Regions from separate parts of the Rattus norvegicus genome. Here regions 1 and 3 are each linked to region 2. A link is a contact called in public Hi-C data. All regions are on one chromosome and are shown on one strand. The core of a region is the stretch at or near the end of the contact, and the rest is flanking DNA. Distances in the headings are between cores, read along the strand shown.

Region 1 (3,148 bases), core at 31-2,530, 240 kb before region 2:
TGTCAGTGGCACCCTAAGCTCACCTCATACACTAGGGAGATGAGTGGTGAATTCAGTAAGTAGAGGACACCGAAAAGGTCATCTGTGAGTGGGAAGCTGCTCTGTGCTCCCGGGAGAGCTTGAACGCTGTCCGTAGGCGGAACAGTAGCTAGCTGGCCCACTGACCCTAGCAGAACTGAAATTTAGCAGAAATGCGCATTTCCAGCTTTGACAACAGGAGCTCTTGGCTTCCTCCACACCACAAGCCGCACAGCAGCAATAGCCAGACCCATCTTGTATTCCATGAGTCACCCTGCATCACCCTTGTGGGACACAGACACCCAGGAGCTTCTGGAGCTGCTGTGTTGGACTCCCTGCTTTTTCCAGAAGATGAGGTACAAGCAGAGGGGTGGCATAGTGGTAGGGTTCATGTTCAGCACTTGGAACATGTTTAGCATTTACAAGACAAAGGTTTGATCTCCGACATCCCAGTCACACCAAGACCCTCCTCCTAGCACCGTGAACAGGAGACACAGTTAGATTCTCAAGCCCCACTCGGATCAGGCGCCATGTAGTCCTGTGATTTAACTGATTTAACTCCTCGAGACGCCTCTTCATTCCTCACGGTTCACTTGCTGGCCCTAAGCAGACAGACCAAAGAAAATGGCTGTACTTACATCATGAGAAACACAAGGGAGAGAGTTTGGCAGTAGGTATATTTAGGAAGGCATATGACTGTGTGGATTCGTTCTTTTTATCTATTCTGAGGCCAGGGTTTATGCTATATCGGGGTTAGGCATCAAAACAGGTTTAGAGTTTTTGAGGTTTAACCAAGTGTGCGTATAGAATCTACTTCTCTAGGAATCCTTAGTGTCCTCATGCGTACTGTTTTGTCTTTGGTATCGAAACTGAACCCAGGGCCTTCTGCATGCCAAGCATGGGCTCTAGCGCTAAGCTACCCTCAATTGCCAATAGTCGTTTTATTGGCTTTATCTTATATAAGCCTCAGAAAAGTGTAGTAATATTTACCATCAAGTCCATTTTATAGATGAGAAGCCAGTCATTAAAATGACGCTTTCTGTTCAGGTGAGAGAGACAAATAATTATTTGGTACTTAAATATGGTCCCGTGTGTGGTTTTCCCAAAAAAGTAGTTTATGACTTCCCGAGATGTCTTAAATAAAACACTGTGGAAAATGTTTTTGAAGACCCTTTCAAACATTTTCTGTAACCCCCACCCCCCTATCTTGTGAGGCTCTGGTTTGTCTAGACTTGTATATCCCCAGTGTGGCCACAAGATGTCAGGTTAATCTCGGTCTTTGAGAAACTGGCTTCATTGGAGCACCAGTAGAGAGGTGAAGGTCCTCTTTTGCTGAAGAAGACAAATGAATAAACAATAAAAAGTAAAACTAAGGGATAAAGAGAAAACAGAACGAAAGCCCTTAGGTGACTACGTAGCTTAAATAGAAGCGTGCATTATGTTCCTCTCCTTTTGGTTTGAATCAAGCAATTGGGAGTTCAGATAAGCCTGTGTGTCATTTCTGTTTGCTCTCGGAGGCAGGAGGTCAGGACTTGGGCCAGCCCCTTAGCGAACATTATTCATCTGTCCAGCCCCGGCTCTGGAACAAATGTGAAGAAATGAAGTCGCTTCAGTGAGGGGAGACAGTGTTGTTATTGTTGCTGGTGACGGTTCTATTTGCCAACAGGCATAAAAACATACTTTGGAACCCAAACAGGCTTGTCAGAGGGAACTTTTGTTCCATGTTTGGGCTGGGCCGCTTCCAGGGCAAAATCAGGCTGGCATTTGAACTTCAGGAGGCCAGGAGAGAGCTGTGCACAGCAGCCACTGACCGGAAAGGCCGGCCATCAGCTGCAGTTTTCATCTGGGTGTTATTTGACCGCAGTCCATGCAGCTTGGGCTGCCAACTGGGGTCACTTCTCTGAAAGTGTACTAAGGGGAGGGGGGGGGAGCAGGGCTCTGCGGTCCAGCATGGAGGACTCGGCCACAAGAGGGGCTAAGCAAGCTTAGGAGCGTGAGCTTTTGGAAAGCTGGCCCTCACTTTAGGGCTTTGGAGAGAGAAAGTGGTCCCGGTTCTGCAGGATTTATCTGCATTCGCCTCTTGATTACCCCAAGATCTCTGGCAATGCTGACAGGATCCCTTTGCTACGTGGATTAACCACCTTGGGGACAAAGCCATCCTTGCTGTGTGTGGTGAGAGTTCAGGGGTAGAGAAACTCGTGGTAATGCTAGTCTCAAGAAGCATCAATTCAGAAAGACTCTTTGCTTTTCTCTGCTACTGTTACATAATTCAAGCCGCCAGTCCCATTCGCAGCTGTCCTGCGGCCTCCTCCCTCTGCAGATGGGAGAAGCTCGCTGGAGGGACCGGCTTACACTAATCTATCTATTTGGAAGGCGAGGCGGTGATAAATTACGACCATGGCGAATAGCATTAAGATGCGGTAGAGCCAACAGTCCCTTGACTGTGAACTCCCAGCTCCCCCCCCCCCCCCACAACTCGGCAGAACTACCCAGGACCTCACTGGACATTTTATTTCACCTTGAGCTCCTGAGCTTAGAGAGGCTCTTATTCCAGAGCCCAAAAAGGCCCCCCTCCACCCCCCCCCCGTCTGAAGTGGCAAGCTCCCCACAGGAGCCTGAGAGTTTCAGTAAATGGATGAGCCTCTTATTTTGTAAATAAAGTAACAGCTCGAGGAAATGAAGTGATTGCCCCAATTATACACCTAATTGGTGGCAGATTAGGGACAGGAGCACAGCCCATCACTGCTGTTTCCTATCCCACTTGTGCCATCTTGAATTTAAAAATACCTGTAGCTTTATTTTAACATCCTAAGTTAATCGACTTACTGCTGGGCTGGGGCTGGAACTCAAATAGGCAGATGCTCTACCACGGAGCTGCACCCCAAGTCTGATTCACTTACTTAAAAAGCCCCTTATGCTAGCCTCCAGTTTCCTTTCCATAGTCAGGCCAGAGGCTACCCAGAGCTGTCTCTGTTTCCAACCTCCAGATTCTTTCTCATCTCAGCCACAACTGCCATGCCGTGTCAACCTCAGCTGACTCTCAAGCTGAAAAGATAATTTTCAGCATTTAACCTTAATGCAGGCATTTGGGATGGAGGAGGTTTCATAGCCTGGGGAACTCTCTCTAGAA
Region 2 (3,194 bases), core at 248-2,747:
CTTAGGTATCCAACAGAAAATACTTTGTTTCAAAAATAATTGACATATTTTGTTTCCCCAGTACCTTCTATTCTTCCAATTATGCATCTTTCCCATGTTTTCTGGCAAGAGAGAATGAAAGAAGGGAAGGGAAAACTGGTCAAAATTCAACTGTGGTAGCTAAAACTCAGATGAGCTTAGCACACTTCCCCATCCTGGGACCAAAGGCAGGGCTCCCCTCATCTATCTCAGCAAGTGCATCTGATGGAGAGCAAGCCAGTTAATACCCAGAGACGGCTTCTCTCCTCCACACTATGCTGAGACACAGCGAAACTCTCATCCTGACCCGCACCTTCGGAAAGACACCACCAACAGAATAAACCAAGACTTACAATACAATCAGTTTAAGTGCCCCACAGCTAACATCAATCCTAATCCTTGAGAGGGCTAAAAATAAAGATTGGAGGGCAGCTCACAAGGTAGCCGTGATCAAATTAGGAGGCTGAGAGGACAGAGAGGGACGGAGAAGGAAGCTTATAAACATCTGATCCAGCTGACTGTAGCCATATGGCAGCTGCTGCCCAGATAAAGAGATTAAGAATAGAGGGGTGCGATTACAGCTGTCTGGCCAATTCAGGCAGCTCACATCTACAAGTTCTAAATTAGTCACTAACACAAAAACTCCTGCAAATAATTATTGTTAGGTTGAAATAAAAGATCTCTTAAATATAGATTTGAAAGAGAAATGAGGAAACTGGTCAAACTATTCTCCTAGGAACAAAAGTTCTCTTTCTTTCTTCCTTCTTAAAAAACAAAACAAAAAAAACAAAAAAAAAAACAAAACAACAACAAAAAAACCCAACTACAAAAACCCTCCGGTTTCAAAAGCACTACAGCTGTATGCTGCTTCCAGTCATGCTTGCCGAGTGTTTTGAAGAATAAGGTTTCACAGTGGAATTAATTACACAACCTAGCTTCTTAACCAGAATAATCTTTTCGTGTAAGTTTGAAAGCTGGATTCCAGACAGTTTACTATTTCTGCCCCCCTCAAGCAAAAGGAATCCAAACAGCAGTGAACAAAAGACATCTTAATCCACAGTGATCTCCAAAAGCCATATTCCAAAGCCTTCTTACCATCTGAAAACTTGAAATATTTCTGTGTATTAAAAGTTATTTACTCGCCCAAACAGAAGAAATAACCAAGCAAGCCCAAGACTCCAACTCCAGTAAGACCATCACTTGAGGCTCAATTTCACATTATTCATAAAGTAGATTAGAAAAGTAATGTGATTTTAAAAAAATTAGATAAAACACCCAAACACAAAGATGCTCGACCTAATCTCCTGCTACTCCTACCTTTAGGACACATAAACTTGATTAAGTCCTTCCCTCGGAGTCTTGCTGGCTGCAGGTCTGTTACATCGGTGGAAAAAAAGCAGACTAAGAGAGACAGATGCAAAGTGGAGATGATGTTGGAGAGGAACGAGATACCTTCCCCACCACAGATCCGCACACACTAACTCCCTGTCTGTGTGTTAGAATAAAAGGCTGAGGGATGGCAGGCTGTCAGCTGCTCTGACATCATGTTCAGATGGAAATGCTACCTCCAGCTGTGCTCCTTTAATGCCATATGCTACTCCTCTACACTCCTGCCACCAGCTTTTTCTTAGGAGAACTTTTCTCTTCTGTTAGTATAAACAAAATACTTCAAAGTCTTCCTTTTTCCCCCCAAACTTTCTAACAGAAGAAATTGAAAAATTCAGCATATGGAGTCCTACTGTATTTATGGAATCGCAACACTTCTGCCTCAAGTTGGTGGACTGGCTTACATATGACAGCACACTCGAGCTCGGTGCTATTCAGGAAACCCACATTCACTTTTATTCAACTCCAACGTCTAGTTTCAAAGGCAGCTTAGGGATATTTTTAAACCAACCCATTTGACATCTCTAGTCCCATTTCAACATTATTACAGCATGTTTTTCCCCCCTTCCCCTGCGGAGATAATGGCAGACATCTCCGAAATGTTGGCAGTCTTATTAAGAACTATTACTTCAGCGTGGTTCGCCTTATTGTTTCTTTCTTACCTAAGCAACTTATCTGCAACTACCTCCCAGGAAAACAGTTCACACCGCCGCCGTTAGTGCAAATTTCCACTCTCAGCATTAACAAACTGAAACTGCACTTCTGAAATCCTGGAAAGTATTTCAGTTCAATGAGGCAAATGAATAAACTGACGAAACCTGCTACAGTCACTTAGAATGGCTGTTTGACCACACATTCGTCTTCCTGCTCAGAAAAGTCGTCACTTTTGTCTTGTCCTTGGACTCTATCACTTTGGGGGGAAGGGGGTTGTGATCACCAGAAGGGGTGGGAAGCCAAGTGTAGACTTTGGGAACTTTTTTTGGCTACAGTTTGTGGATCTTTTCTAATGGCTGATGAAATGTTAATGTAACCGGGGCTGGGTCGCTGGGTGCCCTGTAAGGTGCTGCGACATCTATGAATATCAGACACATCTCCACGGACTCTTGGGAGGTTGAGGAGTAGAAAAAAGAAGTTGGGGCCTGAGGCACAAGCGTCCCAACCCAGGCGACAACCACTTAGGCTCGCCTTAGAAAACAGAGGCAGGGAGCTAGAGAACAAAACCCCAACTGTGTCCTGCTCTTGCTCACGAGTCACAAACCTAACTTTCTGTAACTTCGCGGTGAATGACATAATTCTGAACTCGTTCGGGAGGCACTCTGTGCAGATAGATATATTACTTCCCTGCCACACACACACCCTCCTTTCCACAGATGCCCTCGCCCTATTCCACTATATCCGACATTAATCACCCCGTTTACCCAGTGGGGTGGTGGTGGGGGTGAGTGACAGTTTAAAGAGTCCCAAGCACCGCAATGGCCCGAAGACATCCACTCCACGGATCAACCCGTCCACTGCTACCGCAGACCCTCGGAGGTTCTGGGTTTGTTTTTCAGAGGTGGGGGCAGGGTGCCCCGGGTGTGTGTGTGAGGTTCCGGGGTGGGAGAAGAGATGCAAATCTTCACGCAGTTCGCGGTGCATAAAGCACTCAGGGAAAGAGGAAGGGTGAAACCACGGGGAAGGAGGTGCAGGGCAGAGAGCCGGTGCAGCAGGAAAGCACCTTCCACAACGGCCGAGAAAACAGACCCGGGTCGCGGCAACAACAAAAGAAAAGTCGCAAGAAGCGGCGCGGC
Region 3 (3,419 bases), core at 100-2,599, 190 kb before region 2:
GGCATTCCTGGGCTCATGACCAGCAGCAGTCTGTAGCAGTCAGGGCGCCTCCTCCCTCACCTCCACACCTGACCCTTCCTCTAACTGGGAGGACACAGGCCTGACTTATTGATTTTGATCCTGGAAGCACTTAACTAATTTCTGATGGATTCTCCCCTGAAAGAAACCTTGGCAGCTGTGGTAGCCTCTGCGTTCTGTTTTTAGAAATAGCAAAGGGGATATGAAAGGAAAGCTCTTCTGAGATAAGGGCTCACCTGATAAAGCTCAGCCTCTCCTCTGTCCCCTGCTGCAGGGGATGGGCAGGGGGCAGCCACTGCCTTACAGGCTTAGGTGAGAGCCCTGAATCCCTGATGCCCAGAGCCTCCTCGGTACTGCTCCCTCTGCCTAACTGCCCAGACTTTCTACACCACACAGGCATACACACACACACACACACACACACACACACACACACACACACACACACACACTCAGAGTAAGCAAGCTAGAGAGAGACAAAGAGAAAGGCGGCCACACGTATACATAGACCAATCTTTATATTATATATATATACCTATATGTATATGTATATATATATGTTTTTCTCATGTGCATATAAGCACATGTAAGAATATACAAATACTGGTGTACAAAACACAGATTAACTCGCTATATATATAAAATATACTTTCAAACACATCAAATTATGTTCACGTATAATTTATACATGCATATCTAGGCATATGTACACATGCATACATTCACATGTGTGTATGCATGTGTATATATAGGTGTATATGTGTACATTTTTAATCTTGTTTCCAGTGATTGGTGTGGACTTTTGCTGTGGACTGTGCTTAGCTCCTCATTTATGGAAACTCGTGAAGTAGGGACCACTCGACAGAGGAAGAACTTGAAGCTAGGAGACACCAGCTAGCTGCCCTTGTAACAAAGCTAGGAAACGGAACCCAGTAGTACCTCTCCTTATGGACTCTGCTGTAGTCTGCTATTGGCTAGTCTTTCCCAGAAGCCCTCGGTCTGCCAGACCACCAACATACCCTGGCTTGGGTTCCTTTTGAGATAAGACAATGTGGCTACACTCTTGTTCTTTCCCCAGGCTTGGCCCATTTCCCCCCTTCATAATTTCTAATGTTATCAAGACAGACAGCACAGTTCCTGGTTGCATGGGGCTTCATTTGCCTTATTACATAGATGGCACATAGTCCTTAAGAATCCATCAAGTTCAATCTAGTGCAGGCCGAGACCGTGTCTGAGGAAGGGCCAGGGTTCATCCGCAGTTCATGTGGTAGAAGTGAGTGAGTCACTCCTTAGTGGCACAGCCAGGGCTGCATCACCCTGCAGCTTCCTTCCTTAAATGGACAGAGATTCCTTCCAACTGCTGCGTGAATAACAAAGGCCTTAATGTCCCACTGGCCAGTGGAGAGCAGGCCAGCGAGCAGAGGGCCTGCAGCAGCTGTTTTTTTCCAGCCTGCTGAAGGCTGCAATCTTAACCCTGCTCAGCTGTCATGGTGAGACCTCGTGGGGTCCAGCTGAGAGGGCAGAGATGGCGCAGGGCCATGGGTTCCACCCCTGGAGAAAGTGCTATCAGAATCTGTCCCACGGGCAGGAGTACTCCAGTGTGCTTCTCAGCCAGCTCCCAGTCCAGAGAAGCATTGCTCTGAAGGAAGAGGGGACAGTTTCATTCTGGGGCCTGACAGTGTTGAAGAGTCCAAAGGAAGACAAACCTTATCTTTAACCTGATGCCATTAGTCTTCTCCACTCTCCACCTTCTTGTTCCTCTCTTTTCATTCTTGGCTCTCTAGTCCACCTTTCTGAACCCGTCTAAATATTAGGTAGGTAGAATGGCTAAATGGTCATTATGTGATGCCCTCCTTTGTTAATCAGAGATGCAAAAGGTTACATATGATCAAAGGTCACCACTCTAGAAACTTCTAGTACTTTCCTGCATGAAATGCCAGTCTATTAGGAAAAAAAAAAGTACTGTAAGATTTCACATGAATTATGATCACTCGGGAAAACACATTATTTCCCTCATGAACAGAGTAATGAATCAACAACGCAGCCAAAAGAACCCTGAACATGAATGAGGTTGGGACCAGAACAGCAGAGAGGTTAAGAATGCCAGTTATGGAAGCAGGCTACAGGTTTTCTGTTTACTGCTTCCATAGGGCACCCCAGGTAAGTCCCATCCTCAGCTTTCTCTTTGGAGAAACAGGAAACCTTCTCTGGGCCAGAGTTGAAACTAATGAGGTCACACGGAACGGCCCACCGCTAGCAAGAGCTTAGAAAATGAAAACTCCATTTTCCCCCTTGCTTTTTCTTCTCCCCATCCCCACCCCTTAAGAAATCCATATTTTACACTTAGGGTACAAACATCATCCAGATAGATTTTGGCAGATCGTTGAAGGCACAAGCTGGCTACCCAAAAGAATTCGCTCGGTCCCAAGACCTCTCTGTGTTACAGGGCCGATTGTGTGACGGCTGACGGCGCCTCTGGTTTCCAGCCAGCCTGCGGAGGCATGAAGGCCTCTCTCATGCTTATGAATGACTGGGGCTGGGGCGCTCCTTTGATGGGCTTCTTTGTAGATATGCAAGGGAATGGGGTCAGTGTCCCTTCCCTACAAACACTGTGCCCACACGGCCGCCCCATAGAGAGCCTGCTTTGTTGCTGCTGCTGGTGTTTTAGCTAAACTTTCTTTAAACTGACCACCTTTCTCCTCAGTGTATGTGACAATAATTGGCCCCCTATGAAATGTTTCTGAAGGGAGCCCCAGTGGCCTTGGTCAAATGCCAGATAAACAGTGCCCCAGCCCCACCCCCCAGCCCCGGACTTTCTTTTGACAGAGCCTGGGAGCACTGACCACTACGGTATCAGCAAGATGGAATCTTGGGATTCCTCCCTGCCGAAGAGAGGCAGCGCTGTGCCGTGCCTGGCCATATCTGAGCTCTTTGTCTCCCCTATGAGGCATCCCTGTCCTCTGGCTTGGCAACTGGTCCAGAATCAACAAACATGTTGACTTATGCTAAGTCCCCTTGGCTCTCCCATCCCCTGCTCTTGCCTGGTGCCCAGGGCTATGCCGTGGAATTAAATGTGGCCAAGCGCCCCATGAAACTCATGTGGTTTGAACCTAGTGAGCACAGCCTGCCGGTCCTCAGGCTGCCTGGGTTTCAGGACTAAAACTGCCCAGTGTGCTCAGAGTTATTTCTTGAAAGTGAGGACAGTATACATTGTAACCTCGTCCTGTGATAACCTTGTCTATGAATGAATTTGACACAAACAGGACTGAAAGAATATGTATCAAAACACCGGGGCAAGTTGTATCCATGGTGGCACCGAAGTTTATTTTATTGTGTTATTTTGTTGCTTAGGTAATGTTCGTGTTTTTTATTTTCGAAGGAAAGTGATAAAAATGTGTTTT

Evidence for each region. Hi-C and Micro-C count contacts between places; a contact is called where the count stands out from the background.
Region 1: a Hi-C map of Schwann cells shows a contact between it and region 2, with 8 times the contacts expected there. The contact joins the enhancer-like site here to the promoter of Zbtb18 in region 2. A contact is called at or near these places in 6 of 12 Hi-C or Micro-C datasets (the Rat2 cell line, Schwann cells, frontal cortex and 3 more) and 1 of 1 datasets of contacts at active chromatin or transcription factors (oligodendrocytes).
Region 3: a Hi-C map of Schwann cells shows a contact between it and region 2, with 6 times the contacts expected there. The contact joins the enhancer-like site here to the promoter of Zbtb18 in region 2. A contact is called at or near these places in 1 of 12 Hi-C or Micro-C datasets (Schwann cells) and 1 of 1 datasets of contacts at active chromatin or transcription factors (oligodendrocytes).

The regions. Positions count from the first base shown.
Region 1 is chr13:92,215,118-92,218,265 of GRCr8, reverse strand. No RefSeq gene overlaps it. Among named protein-coding and RNA genes, the nearest start is that of Spmip3, 58 kb to the left of the region's middle. Within about 2 kb of position 1,280, at least 31 of the 93 cell types and tissues checked have an H3K27ac peak or open chromatin away from gene starts, as enhancers often do. A contact at or near this core is called in Schwann cells, where this site is marked.
Region 2 is chr13:91,972,236-91,975,429 of GRCr8, reverse strand. Zbtb18 (zinc finger and BTB domain containing 18) reads right to left here and starts at 1,497. Exons shown (of 2, transcript NM_001401285.1): 1 at 1,336-1,497. The coding sequence starts at 1,348.
Region 3 is chr13:92,157,196-92,160,614 of GRCr8, reverse strand. No RefSeq gene overlaps it. Among named protein-coding and RNA genes, the nearest start is that of Spmip3, 120 kb to the left of the region's middle. Within about 2 kb of position 1,349, at least 28 of the 93 cell types and tissues checked have an H3K27ac peak or open chromatin away from gene starts, as enhancers often do. A contact at or near this core is called in Schwann cells, where this site is marked.